Linked DNA regions of Mus musculus: all the other regions are linked to region 2. Evidence: chromatin contacts called from public HiChIP or PLAC-seq, Micro-C and promoter capture Hi-C data. All regions are on one chromosome and are shown on one strand. Each heading gives the region's core, a stretch centred on a gene start, on an enhancer-like site or on the middle of the called end of the contact. The rest is flanking DNA. Distances are from core to core; before and after follow the strand shown. Region 1 holds the start of Aifm3 (apoptosis-inducing factor, mitochondrion-associated 3). Region 2 holds the start of Ypel1 (yippee like 1). Region 3 holds the start of Pi4ka (phosphatidylinositol 4-kinase alpha). Region 4 holds the start of Slc7a4 (solute carrier family 7 (cationic amino acid transporter, y+ system), member 4). Region 5 holds the start of Fgd4 (FYVE, RhoGEF and PH domain containing 4).

Evidence for each region. Promoter capture Hi-C pulls out the DNA fragments that hold promoters and counts their contacts. A called contact is a pair of places that touch in the nucleus more often than the background predicts. HiChIP or PLAC-seq counts read pairs in DNA pulled down with a chosen protein or histone mark.
Region 1: an HNF4G HiChIP or PLAC-seq map of pancreatic cancer cells shows a contact between it and region 2. The contact joins the promoter of Aifm3 here to the promoter of Ypel1 in region 2. A contact is called at or near these places in 5 of 39 promoter capture datasets (the C10 cell line, neural stem cells, pre-B cells and 2 more) and 1 of 115 datasets of contacts at active chromatin or transcription factors (pancreatic cancer cells).
Region 3: an H3K27ac HiChIP or PLAC-seq map of embryonic stem cells shows a contact between it and region 2, with 6 read pairs. The contact joins the promoter of Pi4ka here to the promoter of Ypel1 in region 2. A contact is called at or near these places in 4 of 39 promoter capture datasets (the C10 cell line, cranial neural crest, pre-B cells and 1 more), 4 of 115 datasets of contacts at active chromatin or transcription factors (bone marrow-derived macrophages, effector CD8 T cells and embryonic stem cells) and 2 of 9 other capture datasets (adipose tissue and embryonic stem cells).
Region 4: a contact with region 2 is called in a promoter capture Hi-C map of liver, with 3 times the contacts expected there. The contact joins the promoter of Slc7a4 here to the promoter of Ypel1 in region 2. A contact is called at or near these places in 4 of 39 promoter capture datasets (the C10 cell line, cranial neural crest and liver), 1 of 115 datasets of contacts at active chromatin or transcription factors (pancreatic cancer cells) and 2 of 9 other capture datasets (adipose tissue and embryonic stem cells).
Region 5: a contact with region 2 is called in a Micro-C map of embryonic stem cells, with 4 times the contacts expected there. The contact joins the promoter of Fgd4 here to the promoter of Ypel1 in region 2. A contact is called at or near these places in 3 of 39 promoter capture datasets (liver and stem cell-derived epiblast-like cells), 5 of 484 Hi-C or Micro-C datasets (all in embryonic stem cells) and 1 of 115 datasets of contacts at active chromatin or transcription factors (pancreatic cancer cells).

The regions. Positions count from the first base shown.
Region 1 is chr16:17,490,497-17,493,196 of GRCm38.p6, reverse strand. Aifm3 (apoptosis-inducing factor, mitochondrion-associated 3) reads right to left here and starts at 1,276. Exons shown (of 20, transcript NM_001291070.1): 1 at 1,094-1,276. The coding sequence starts at 1,124.
Region 2 is chr16:17,068,694-17,071,393 of GRCm38.p6, reverse strand. Ypel1 (yippee like 1) reads right to left here and starts at 1,255. Exons shown (of 5, transcript NM_023249.6): 1 at 1,031-1,255.
Region 3 is chr16:17,404,485-17,407,184 of GRCm38.p6, reverse strand. Pi4ka (phosphatidylinositol 4-kinase alpha) reads left to right here and starts at 1,320. Exons shown (of 55, transcript NM_001373955.1): 1 at 1,320-1,551. The coding sequence starts at 1,387. It overlaps Snap29 (synaptosomal-associated protein 29), which reads right to left and starts at 1,185. Exons shown (of 5, transcript NM_023348.4): 1 at 826-1,185. The coding sequence starts at 1,062.
Region 4 is chr16:17,575,363-17,578,062 of GRCm38.p6, reverse strand. Slc7a4 (solute carrier family 7 (cationic amino acid transporter, y+ system), member 4) reads left to right here and starts at 1,392. Exons shown (of 5, transcript NM_144852.3): 1 at 1,392-1,423; 2 at 2,098-2,700. The coding sequence starts at 2,130. LOC115488657 (a long non-coding RNA gene) reads right to left here and starts at 2,184. Exons shown (of 2, transcript XR_003951946.1): 1 at 1,849-2,184; 2 at 1,306-1,649.
Region 5 is chr16:16,598,572-16,601,271 of GRCm38.p6, reverse strand. Fgd4 (FYVE, RhoGEF and PH domain containing 4) reads left to right here and starts at 1,294. Exons shown (of 17, transcript NM_001301817.1): 1 at 1,294-1,494. The coding sequence starts at 1,344.

The DNA.
Region 1 (2,700 bases), core at 27-2,526, 420 kb before region 2:
CTATGAAGAAACTGAGACAAAGACAGTGGGCACCTATGGCAGAGGCTGTAGGATCTGGCACAGACTCAGGCGAGGATGGACAATCTTCACCAATACTGCCAGTGGGTGGGTCACAGCTCCGCTTTCTCCCCCAAGTCCTACCTCAGACCCAAGAAAGGAAGAAAAGTCTTATGAGTCCCAAGGTAACCGAGCTGATGGGTATCAGGTAAGGAGAGCTGAGCAAGCTGGCAGAGTGAGCCAGCCAGGGCAAGTTGGGTGGGTGGAGCACTCACTGGGCTCTGAAGTCCTCAGTTTCTGCATCCCTGTCATGGCTACAGGTTCTGCTTTCTGGATGTTACGACTAGGGTAGAAGGAATGTGCAGACTGAGGGAGAAACCCAAAGACATGAGTCCCCTGGCAGGGTAGATCCTAAGTACTGTAGTACCTTGGAATGATCCTACCCCTGGCTGGAGTTTCTAGGGCTAGGCAAGATTTCCTATATACATGGAGAAAACAGAAGAGTGGTACATGCCTTTGATCCTAGCACTTGCAAGGCACAGGCAGGAGGATCTGTGTGAGTATGAGACCAGCCTGGTCTACATAGTGAGATCTTGTCTCAAAAGACAAAAACCCAAACAAAAACACAAAACAGGAGATGAGGCCCAGAGAAGCCAAGATGATGTCTGATATGTCACAGGATGATAAGAGTAGGGACCTGTCCATGATACCCTGTCAGTCACCCTAAGAGGGCAGTGTCCAGTTCTATTTTATAGAGAGGGAAATTGAGACTCAAAGAGGTTACACTGTGGCTAAGAACATCCCCCAAAGCCTCTCTTCTCCAGAATGGAGAAGTAGCCCTTAGCTCTGCGCAGCATAAGAGGAACCTTCTAGACTCAACTTTCTAAGAAGGATCAGCTGTTGTCCCCACCACTAACACCCAAAGTCCCAAATAAAAAGGGGGATGCTACAGGAGAGGAGTCCAGGAGAGCTTTCCTAGGTTTTTACCCTTCTTGCCTGCAGTGCATTAGCATTCTGGGCTCCTGCCTAGCCTGACCTACTTTGGAGGTTGGTGAAGTACAGAGGGAGGGGGAGGCTGTCAGAGAAGGGGAGGTACCTGGCTTGGGCTTGGAGAAGCAGCCGCCCATGGTGAACGGTGGCCTGGGATCTGGCCTGGCTGGTGGGAGCACGATGGCAGGCTGTCCAGCTGTCCAAGGTCTAGGATGTGCCCTGCAGGACTGGACCCCCTGTGGCCCTCAGAGACGCTAGAGCTGCCATGCCAGCTAGACAGCTTTAGGACCTGCAGGGGAGATGGGAAATTGGGTCCTAGCACTGATGCAGGTCTGGGTAGAGTCAGAGGCATCTTTGAGGAATCCTGGAAGAGTCTTACATGAGGAGGGCAGATCTTGTTTGTAGGGCATCTGTCTCCCTTTGAGGCTTCTAGGCATAGGAACCTCAGATTCCCCTTACTGCATCCTTTGTTGGAGACCCTCTGTGCTCTAATATCTGCTACTGCCCATAAACCTGCGACTACATAGACCTAGCCCTAGATTCCCCTTTTCTAAATCCCACAAGTCTGGAGACTCTGAGACTCTCCATTTCCCTAGATAAGACCACCACGTCTACAGAAAACCCTGACAACCAGAGTCCCCAGAATCCTTCTTCTTCCACTGAGAGTGACAAGGGTCCCAGCCCAGCCTTGGCCACTGCCCTGACTAGCAACCTCTAGTCACCTACCTCTTTCCATGGGAGTCACTGCTCCTTGCTCCCAGCCCAGCAATGGAGAGAGACTACTGGGCCTTGGTCAGCAGGGCACGGAAGGCCAGTGTCCTGGAGGGTCCAGCCCGCCTTCTAGCATGAGTTGTGGCCAGGAGGGGGCTGTGGGTGTGGGGCTAGGCCAAGCCACTGGTCCCCAGGGAAACCCAGCTCTGTGGGGAAAAAAGCGGGCAGCCAGCCCAGGACTGATGGGGTTGGGGGAAGAGGGAAACCAAGCGCACAGCTCTGCCTCTGCCCCATGCCCAGCAGCCCAGCAGCCATAAGTTTCCCCACCCCTCAGGCGGCTGTGCAGTGCTGAAGAAGATAGAAAGACTGGGGTCCAAGGTCTCACCAAGGTCAAGCAGCAGTTAGGGGCATCTGTGTGGTCTTCCCCACTCCTCACCCTAATAAATCCTAAGATAAGCAAGGCCTTGGGACGTGCTCAGGTCACTCTAAGGCTCCAAACGGGAGAGCAAGACTACCTGGTAAACAGATCACTGTGGCCATTGTGTCCTTGTGGCCATAGGTGGGCCTTCTAGAAGATGTGGACTTTGGAAGGCTCAAGACAAAGGTGTAACTACCCTGTTTACAACTGATCTGTCCAAATTCTACCCAACAGTCGGCTCTGGGTCACCTGGAAATTCTTCCTGAAGCCTGCACTGAACCGTGCTGGGAGTCACTAGGTTAGCCCAGTCCCCATGTCAAGAAGGAAATACAGAATGGGAAAGGACCAGCCACTGCTAGCTTCTGACCTTCGAAGCAAATTACAGGTGAGGAACCCAAGGCCCTTGTCGGGGCAAGAGGAGACAACTCAAGGGATAAAACTCAGTTGCTAACTGCCCCTCTAGCTCCCTTCCTGGGAACCAGAGAACCCTTTCAGAGGTCCTGGTTTCACCCATGTCTCAGCGTTGCCCACCTCTTTCCGGTCTGGTTTCAGCCCTCACCTGTTGGGGCTGAGATCGTACAAAC
Region 2 (2,700 bases), core at 6-2,505:
CAAATACAGCACCCCTGACTTTTTTAAGAGCCCACAGTATGGCTGGAGAGATGGGCTGACATCCTTTAGCACCTGCTGCTCTTGTGGAGGATCCATAACTTCGGCTCTAGGGGATCCGATGCCCTCTTCTGGCTTCTCTAGATACCAGGCACACACACGGTGAATATACATGTGTGTGTGTGTTTATTTATTTGTACCCCACCATACACATGCACACAGACACCCACTGGACCAGCCCCTAGGGGAGAGGGAGACGGGTACTCAGCAAACATTTGTTAACACATCTACCAGAACACAGCAGAGGTAAAGGGCCCTGGGTGATGGGTGAGGGTGGCTTACTCAGAGGGGCCTGGAGAAGTTCCCCAGAGGAGGTGAGCCTGGTCTTGGAACTTCAGCGGAGCGAGGAGGAGTATGGTCAATTCTTTGACAAGATACATTAGTTAAGGTGAATACATTGTGGATACTTATAAGGCAACTGAATTAGAAAGACCTTGGGCTGAAAAATGATGTTTTCAACGTCTATTATCTATCCAAAACAGAATTCTGCCGGCTTTCTATCCTGGAGCTCAGTACACGATCGAAGATGACCATTTGTGCAGTTATTGAGTAGAGAATATCTTATTTAGTTGCTACTGTTAGCAATTTACATTGATAAAGCCTAGAGCCACAAGTGGTAAACAATGAGGACAATTCCCTTTAGTTATTATTGTACAGGCAACTTGAAAATGCCACCCCATAATATTCTTTTATTGGAGGTATCTTCTGTATTTATTTCTTTCCCCATTTTTTAAGGTAGGGGAAAAAACAATGGGGGGGGGGGGGCGAAGAAAAAAGAAAGAAAGAAAGACCGGGATTTTGCGTTGTCTTCTAATGACCCAAATACCAACAGTTCGGAACATCAGAACAAAAAGTCAACGCATCCTCCGCACTCCCGCCCGGCCCGCCCGCGCCCAACAGGTGCTTCCCCGCCTCCCGGAGCCGGAGATCCTCAGGTCTCCGCAGAGAACCCCTGAGGCCCGCCCGTACTCACGGCCGCTCCGCGGTCCGCTGCGCCCATCCGGCCCAGGCTCGGTCGGCGCGAGCTCGGTTTTCAGGCGGTCCCGGTGTGACCCGGGACGCGCTCCGGCCGTTGGCGCCCACTCCGGGCGCGAGGCATCCTCCTGCCGCCGCCTCGCGGGCCGCCTGCCCTTTGTTTTGGACCCGTAGCCCAGCCCAGCCGCCATAAACGGCCTCGGAACGTGGCGATGCCCAATCAGTGTCCGAGCCCCGCCCTCGCGTTCCCGCCGCTCCGCCCCTCCACGCTCCCCGCCCCTCGCCCTGCCCCACGCGTCCACCCGCGCCCCGCTGCGCTCGGGGGACTGGGCTGGAACGTGTCCGGGTGGAGCTCGCCAGGAGTCCGGTGGGCTGGCCTGACGAGGAACCCAGGCGAACCGGCAGGTCGCGGGGCCGGTGGGGAGGTAGGGTCCTGGAAGGCCAAAGGACCGAGATTTTCCACAGGTTTGCGCCTCAGGCTGCAGGCAGGAGGACCTCTGCAGCTGGGTCCCTAGAGCGCAAGCTTCTTCCCTCTCTCCATACTGACCACCCTTTCTCCACTCTCCAAGTCGCCATCCAAGAGCCTCCAGGTCTGCGTGGACTTGAATTATGGAACCCCAGATTAGATTTCCTACCCACAAAACACAGGCAGTATCACCCAGTCTCCATGCCCACATCTGCGCTTCTTCTGTTATTTTTTTCTTAGTCTCTTTAGATCGATTTTTCAAAGCACACTGCTGAGGGTGAATGTACACATTGCAGGACGTATTTGCGCCCTCTAGAGTGTGCTTGTTAGGATTTATTGTATTGAGGATACCCCTAATTGATTAGATTGTGGGCCCTTTGAGTTGCCATTTACTTAGTGAGTCTCCCAAGTGACTGATTACTCTATTTTTGTATTCGTCCTAGCTAGGGAGTCTCATGTTTTTTTGGCTTTTAGAATATGATCTCTGTAATTCTGTAATTCAAGCTGGCCTCAACTATGTAGCTCAAACATGATCTTGAACTTTATATTTTAAGCTTATTGTGTGAATAAGCACATGCCTGTGCACCAGAGGTTAGCTCTGCTTCTCACCTACCATATTGATCCTGGATTTGAACTCAGGTCAGCAGGCTTGATAGCGGCACCCTCACTCACTGAACCATCTGGCTGACTCTTCTATTTTTAAAGAATTTAAGCGGGAGAGATGGCTCAGCAGTTAATAGCACTGACTGCTCTTCCAGAGGTCCTGATTTCAACTCCCAGCAACCACATGGATTGCTCACAACCATCTGTAACGGGATCTGATGCCCTCTTCTGGTGTGTCTGAAGACAGCGACAGTGTATTCACATACATGAAATAAATAAATCTTTTAAAAAATGTGTTTTTTTTAATAGCTTAGAAAATAGTAGGTTTATATACGGCATTTTCCTATTTCCTTAGCATTGGTTAGGCCTCCTCCAGCCTTCCTTTCCTACCCATCCCACTTCTAACACCTACCTGTTCATATCATGGATACTCCAGTGCCCTTTTCCAGCGTCCTGACTTCTGGAAGCACTCCAGGAAAAACACACAAATCCAAACATTTCAAGCAGCTAGAATCTGCTTTGAGAGAGAACATGTATCATTTGATCTTCAACATTTTTTCTGTCTGCTGGGAGCAGTGGTGCATGCTTTTAATTGTAGT
Region 3 (2,700 bases), core at 71-2,570, 340 kb before region 2:
ACCAGCCTGGGCTTCATTGGTAGGCTGTCCACCAAGCCGAACTCCTCAAAAAGAAAAGGTCTTAAAGAAGTTTCAGAAGACCATTTCTGTTCCCAGCACCCATCTGTCAACTCCAGCTCCAAGGGATTCCCTGGTGCCCTCTTCCGGCTTCAGGGGACACCCTTAAACTGTGCATATGCAAATACAGGTAAATTAAAGGAAAGCAAAGTTCCTAGTTGCTGAAATTTTCTATGGATGGAAAGAGCTGTCACAATAACACACGGTCTACAAAGGTAAGAGTCGACTCAATTCAGGATCTGGTTTCCTGAGCAGGAGCCCAGGCGAGGGGACTTAAATATTCCCATTAGAAAGGTGAAAAGTGGTCAAGGATGTGAGAAGAAGAACACAGGCTCCCTTTGCGTCAGTACTTCAGGCACCACCTGGCACTTGAAGCATACACAGTTCACACTTTAACTGGGCCACTAGAGAGGAACAGCTTGAGGCTTCTGCCTAACAAGTTATATGTAAATGAAACAGACACTACTTCCCAAATACAGGCCGCACTTTGGCATTTTTACTCTCACACAGAACATTATTTGGAGTTTACTTTTTAACTAGACATGAGGGCAGGGCAGCGAGGGAGAAATTAACCTCGCAGAATAATAGATAAGGAAGCTTCCAGAGGTAAACATCAGGTGATCCTGATACATAATTCTTTACACTATGTCCATGAACTTACGGTAGGCAATTAGAAAAATACCAAAAGATCGTAAACAAAATATTTCTTCATCCCGTTTTTATAACGCATTGATTGGCCGGTTTAGCTCAGTTCTGCCCCAGGCTCACCTCGGAAGAGGCGACTCCGATCTTCTCCGATTCATACATGAGAGACAAGGACCTGCTGGTACTGGCAGCGGTAGCCTCGGCCCTGCGCAACACCTCCTGTCTCAGGTACTGCTGCCTGTCAATGGGCGCGTCGGGGCCGTCAGGCAGGTCGCGGACGTCCTTCCACGGCGCGGGCCGGGTGTCTTCCTCTTCCACGTCATCGTCGAAAGGATTATAGCTTTTAGGATAGCCAGACATGGTGCGGGAGACGGCCTGCACCTAGGAAGCAGGAGGGGTTGCTGAGCGAGGAGTCGATAGCCCAGCGCCGGCGGGCGGATTCACTGTGGACGCCGCGCGCACTACTTCCGCCAGCACTGCGCTAGAGCCCCGCCTCCAGAGCCAACCCGGCGGCGGAGCGGCAGAGGGGGACCAGGCCCCACCCAGTGCGGGGGAGGGGAGAGGGGAGGAGTCAGGTGGTCAGGTGGCCGGGAAGTCGGCCGCCTCTGCGCCTGCGCAGTAAGGACCGGTGGTGGCGAGCCCAGAGCTGTGAACCCAGCCGCCTGCGCCGGGGCGTGCGCTGTGATGGCGGCTGCTGGGGCCCGGGGAGGAGGCGGCGGTGGCGGCGGCGGCGGCGGCGGCGGCTCGGGGTCCAGCTCTGGCTCCAGCACCTCTCGAGGCTTTTATTTCAACACAGTACTTTCACTGGCCCGCTCCCTGGCTGTGCAGAGACCAGCATCCTTGGAGAAGGTAACCCTGCGTACTGACAGGAGGAGGGGCCTGAGGTGGCGAAGCGGCGGGACGCTGCTGGGTCTGAGAAGGCTACTTGCGACTAGAGAGGGGCTCCTGAATAGAGGTGGCAGCGATGTAGGGAGGTCGGTGGGAGAGGGTTCTGGTGAAGAGAGGAGTCGGGAAGTCGACAGGACGCTGGGAGGTCTGGTACCGGTGGGAGTGGGAGGGCAGTGAGCTGTGGGCGGGCGGACTACCGCTGTGACATCTCAGGCGCGGGGGTTGTGGCAGCATCGTGACTGCCTGTGAGGCGTGGTAGGATGAGCCAAGGACCAAGAGTCCAATCCGGGCTTTTGGTCCCGATTTTTTGTTTTCATTCAATGACCTTGGAGAGGTGTCTTTCTCATGAAATGGGACGCCCTCCTCCCCTACACACTTTTTGCCCTTCTCACTGGATTGTGGAGAAGGACAGCTATGCAAATCGTATTATTATTTAAGAGATGGTAGCGTTAGACTGGATCAAAAGATGATGAGTTTCGAGAAGATGCAGTGGCAGGAATATGCAGTGGACTGTTAGTAGACAGAGAACTAAATTCAGGATTGCTTCAGAAGAGAAAGACACGCCAGTCCTTATCTTGGAAGATAAAAGATATGCTTGGACCTGGGATAAGAGGTGAACTGGGTGGGTGGTGAAGGGTAGAACCCCAGGATTAAGGAGGCTAACCGCTTTCTTTTAGGGGAAAAAAAAAACCCAAAAACCAAACAACAACAAAAGGATGTTGTGATAGGAAGAAGACAGATTTTAGTCAGAGCTGACTAAATTTACAATTTCTGTGTGCAGTCTTGAGGAAGAAACTTGCATGCTAACAGCCTATTTGCTTATCTATAAAACCTGTGAAGCTTTGATGAGTTTACATATTAAGGCCAGGCACAACGTGGATGAACAATAATAGTCAGCTGCTTTTCGCCCAGGAATGTGTAAATAGACTCAGCACAGTATGTTAGCACTGAAGGGAGGGGGCTGTCTGTCCATTCAACTTTCTGAAAGATGGAAAGAACCTGGGTGACATGTGCACCTGCGCGCTGATGGGTAAAAGTGGAAAGGCAGAGTGACCTGGTCTTTGACCTTGTAAGTTTTCAAACTTGATTGTATCACCTACCTGCAAGGTG
Region 4 (2,700 bases), core at 143-2,642, 510 kb before region 2:
GCGAGGAGATGGGGGAGTGCGCTAAACAGCAGCAGCACCTTCAGATGATGTTGGCTATCAGGAGGTCACAGTGTTCCAAGTGTCCCTGTGTATCTGGAATGTCACCCAACCGCTTTGTCCTCATCTGAATGAGTCATGCAGACTGCATCCTAAGTTTCCAGTAATCATCCATAAATTTGAATATTTGTGTGTATGAAATATAGATTTTTAGTGGTGTATTTATATCACTCTATCATCATATATAATCAAGTATATATTATATAGTTGTATGTTTATTTTATTGCATATACATACTAACTACATTAGATATGTATTGTAGGTCAAATATATAAAGTTCTGGGAGAAACATGCCTACCTCGGTTTTGCCCGACTTGGCTTTGCTGGGCTATTGTCTTGCTGTCAACAAGTCAGCACCTCACCACATATGTATTGCCACACATACATATATGAAAACTATGTATACATACTTATACATGGTCTTCAATCTTTTGATCCTCCAAGTGCCAGAATTACAGGCATAGGTCACCCTACCTAGCTGCCACCTTTGTTTTCAATCTGAGAAGAAGAGAGAGAGAAAAGATTCCTCAGAGCTAAGCATAAGCGGACTCTGGAGATTTTATGCCGTAGCTGACCCAGGCACCCTGATGGCGGGAACGCTGGTGACAAATGCGGAGAGCTGCTGGCTATCATGAATGGAGAGTCCTTTAAGAATGTCCAGGTCCTGTCAGGTGCTCTGAGGCTGTCACTGATATTTGAGGGCCTAAGTGGCAGTCCTGCTGTAGAGTTGCAAGCTGTCTTCTGATGCTGGCTACTGTCCTTTTATGGGACACTACCAGACAGACAATAGCTTTGTAAATTCTGCCAATTCACAGAACACGTCCGGAAGGCTGCCCTCTCTAGCCTAGTGTGCAAGGTGCTTACTGCCACTCCACTGAGGTTTAGAGTGCCAGGGTCACTCTGCCAGACCCCTGTCTTCATCTCACTGTGCTGGACATTTGCAGGCTCCGTGGTGGGGACCTGGACGTTTTCCAATTGTAGTTGTGTTGGGGTGGAGGGAGATCAAGGAGAGTAATTGCTCTGGGGCGGTATCAGGCTTGGCTCTACCCCCAACCTGGACCCAGAGAAGGGGCTCAGCAGGTTAGTCGAGCAGGCTTCCTCACCTAGGGAGGTGGATGAAATGTGGAGTAAGCCCTAGGACCCAGGTCAGCTCTAGTCTCGATGTTGGAAGTTTACTCGCTTAGAGGGTTATTCTGATACGTGACGTGGTGCGGTGCGGGGACCCTGTACAGAACCCAACCAGTGATGTGAGTCGTGAGGCTCGGGTTTATCTGGCGCCTGGCAGCGAGGGGCGGGCCCTGCACGCAGGCGTTGTAAACTAGTGGGGCAGGCGCAGTGCGCACGGTGGCAGCGACGGCGACAGCAGGTGGGTCATAGCGGGTCTGGAGGGACCGCTGCTGCGGGAACGTAAATGCAAGAGAAGGCTTGGGCGTCTAGGGGCACAGGGACATGGCGGAGGCAGCTAGCCTCAGCAGCTGTGGCTGCGGAGCATATGGCGAGGGGAGGTGCACCACAGCTTTCACATCCGGGAATCGGGAATCGGGGCCCTTGCAGCTCTGGCCTCCTGGCTTCAGGTGAGCTGTTCCTCCAACCTGGCAGAAGAGGGGGTGATCGCTTTTCTCTGAGGCCATGTCCCTTTGGCCACGTTCCCGGCTGCAGGAGCGGCTCCTGTTCCGGGTCCTGACAACCTGGCACTGCTCCAGGGAAGCCTCCCATTTCTTCTTGCTCGTGGTGCAGCCTGTTCCAAGCCTGTTCTTAAGCAACCTCCCACTCACTCACAGAACCACCTACCTGGTTCGCAGGTCCGCTGCAGGTCTGCTTCTCTCTGCCAGTTCCACTGCCCTGAAAGCTGACAGGAAGGACTTCCATGCGTTCTATCCCTCTGCCCACAGTCCCTGACACGCGTCCCATTCAAGCCTTCTAAAGTAGGTCCATGGTGCAGCTGACCTGGGCTCCTAAGGAGAGGAGGCGAGGACTGGGGTGGGCTGTCTATGAAAGAATGGAGGATGGTTGGTTATTCCCGCTGTCTGTCCCCAGTAGGTTCCAGAAACTGGTTCAGTACTCCGTCTGCCATGGCCCGGGGACTGCCCAGTACTGCCTGTTTGGCACGCTTCTGCCAGAAACTGAACCGTCTGAAGCCACTGGAAGAGTCTAGCATGGAGACATCACTGCGGCGCTGCCTGTCCACACTGGACTTGACTCTACTGGGTGTGGGTGGCATGGTGGGATCTGGGCTCTATGTGCTCACAGGCACAGTGGCCAAGGACATGGCTGGCCCCGCTGTGCTCTTGTCCTTTTTGGTGGCCGCTGTAGCCTCCCTGCTGGCGGCCCTATGCTATGCAGAGTTTGGAGCCCGTGTGCCCCGTACTGGCTCAGCATACCTATTCACGTACGTGTCCATGGGGGAGATATGGGCATTCCTCATAGGCTGGAATGTGCTTCTAGAATACCTCATTGGAGGTGCCGCTGTAGCCCGTGCCTGGAGTGGCTATTTGGATGCCATCTTTAACCACAGCATTCGCAACTTCACGGAGTCTCACCTGGGCGTCTGGCAGGTGCCCTTCCTAGCTCACTATCCAGATTTTCTGGCCGCTGGCATTTTACTCGTGGCTTCTGCCTTTGTCTCCTGCGGAGCCCGAGTCT
Region 5 (2,700 bases), core at 45-2,544, 470 kb after region 2:
GCAACCATATGGTAGCTCACAACCATCCGTAAGGAGATCTGACTCCCTCTTCTGAAGTGTGTGAAGTGTCTTCTGAAGTGTCTGAAGACAGCTGCAGTGTACTTAGATATAATAAATAAATAAATCTTTAAAAAAAAAAAAAGCTATTGTCTTGAGCCAGGTAACCATGTTAGCTACTTTTGTCTTTTCTCTGTGGTCATGTCCTTTTTCTGCCGTGGAAATGTACATTGGAAACTGCTTCATATTCATAAATCTGTTGACTTTATTACTACATTATCTTTAACAGTGGTCATGATAAACTGGGTCTTGTGCTGTTCTGGAAACCAGTGTTATTCTGTGGATGAAATCTGAAGGGAATCTGTCTGCACCGACTGACTGGCTGGTTAGAACTTCAGTACTGTAGAGAGGTTAGAACGCTGCAAGCCCAGAGGCTAATTAACTTACCTTGGCCTAGCTTTAGCCCAGGGGAACAGTCATTTCTTGTCCACCTCTACTTTAAAACTAACATCCCATGACTAACAGATTAAACTAACCTTTGGAATCTATTGACTGACTTAGATGACTTCTAGCAACCACAAAGCTAAGAATGTCACGAGATAGTATCTCAAGCCTATTCAAAAACCTCCATCTTGCTGGTAACCGCCTCTCTGATATACCTACCAATGGACTTTAAACTTGCCTTGATTTACGACTTTCTTTGTTCTGTGAAACTCTAAGACTGCTTCCGCATTGGAACATGGAATTTGAGGTTGTCTAAATCTGTGTTCCTGGGCCATGGTTACTCAAAAGGGCTGCAGAAGAAACTTTTATTCCCTTTAAGGTGAGAGCTGCGCTTCCTTATTGCTTGAACAGCGCTCCCGGCAAGCTGATTCGCTTCTTCCAAGAGCCGGCGGTGCATCTGGAATTCCGGCTTCTCAGTCATTTTCAAAGCTGGGTTTCCTTACCTAAAGTTTGCAGCGCGGTAGCCTGGGAGACTTTGGCTCTTGAAAGTGTGGTGAGTAACAGCCAGACTGTTCTTCCAGCATCCCAGGGCGTGGTCGGTAAGTAAGCTGATGAGGCGTTTCTGAGGTTCAGGTGAGCCAGGCAGGTGCACTCTGCCTTCCCCTGGGCCAATGGGCGACGCCGGTCCCCCCCAAGCCTCTTCGGCGCTCGGGCGGGACCGCGCTGCACTCTGGCGATTGGCTGTGCAGCGGGGGCGGCCTGGGCCGGCCGCTGCCGGAGAGTCCGACGACGGAGTCGGAGCGCAGGCCCGGGAAGCGAGGCCTGCGCGGGGAGGGAGCGCAGGGAGTCGCGCAACCTGGACGCGCGCGGGGCAAGGCTTGCGGGAGTGACCGCAGGCCACCATGAACAGCGAGAGCGACCATAACTTCAGGCGGGTGGCCATCCGGCGGAAGTCAGGCTCCTACCTGCCGCCCGGGATCCCCCGGCCCTGGAGCAGGCCTTCGCCGCAATTGCGGCGCCTTGACCGTGTCGCGCAACCCAGCCAGGCCGCAGGTAATGCGTGGGTGAGCGGAGCGAGGGCGTGCCGCGTGTTGGGGGGCCGGCGGGGGGCGTGCCGCGCGTGTTGGGGGCGTGACGCCTGTGTTGGGGACTGGCGGAGGGCGTGCCGCGTGTTGGGGGCTTGACGGGGTGTTAGGAGTGGAGTGGGTGTGGGTGTGTGCCTTTGGCTGTTGAGGACCTGGGGGAAAGGGCTGCCTTCTGTTGTGAAAGGGATCCTCACAGGTTAGTTACCCCGCAGGACACTATTCCTAGTTAGTTTGTTCTTTCTCCCAAAGCTTCAAGAATATGGCCAGCTTGTTCTTAAAAAACTAAAGGTGTGCCCTTAGAAAAAGCTTTATTAGGAATTGTACAACCTATTTTTCAATATACTGCTGTTTAAGATTCACCAAATTCCTCTGCTCAGTTGACCTTAGTTCCCTGGCGCTCCCTTCCCGAGGGCAAAAGTCAAACACTCAGATAATGTTTATGTTTTTGAATATTTTGAATCTTAAAAAGAAATCTCACCCTTCTTTACTTTCATTTTGTAATGATTGAGCAAGCAGCTTTGTGTTTTTATCAATATGATCAATGTCGAGACTGGTAAATATGCTGTCTATTCCTTGTCCCGAAGCTATAGAAGGCACATGACAGAAAATCGTGATGGATGGTGTGTTAAGTGTGTGTTCACGTTAGATAAGTCAGGATGTGAGATGATGCATGAACTGGATCACGGAGAGTCCTCTGTAATCATTTCCTGTAGAAGTAAGAAACTGATAAAGTATTCTGGAGATCTCTTCCAGTTCTAGCTGTGATTCACCAAACTGAATGAAAATGTTATTAAGTGAAAATGGTTTGCTTTGTCATCGCATTTTGTCACCCGTTGTTTTCAGCACAGACACTGGTCTGATGCCTCTGTTATGTTACTAGATTTATTTTCAAATGCTTTGAAGAGACGATCAAAATATGAAACATCCTCTTTCAAGAGTCACAGTATAGTCTATAAATTATTTCTGCAAAGCAGCTATGCTTGTAGGAGAAAGGGTTCTGTTTGCTCTTTTATTTATTTGTGCCCTCCCCATTCCCCCACCCCCATACTGGGAGTAGAATTCAGGGCACTTGGGTAAGCAGGCTACTACTCACTATGCCCAGCTATCCTGGTTTTTTGTTTGTTTGTTTGTTTGTTTTTTGGTTTTTTTTCCATCCATTGCTGAAGTCTTCTCC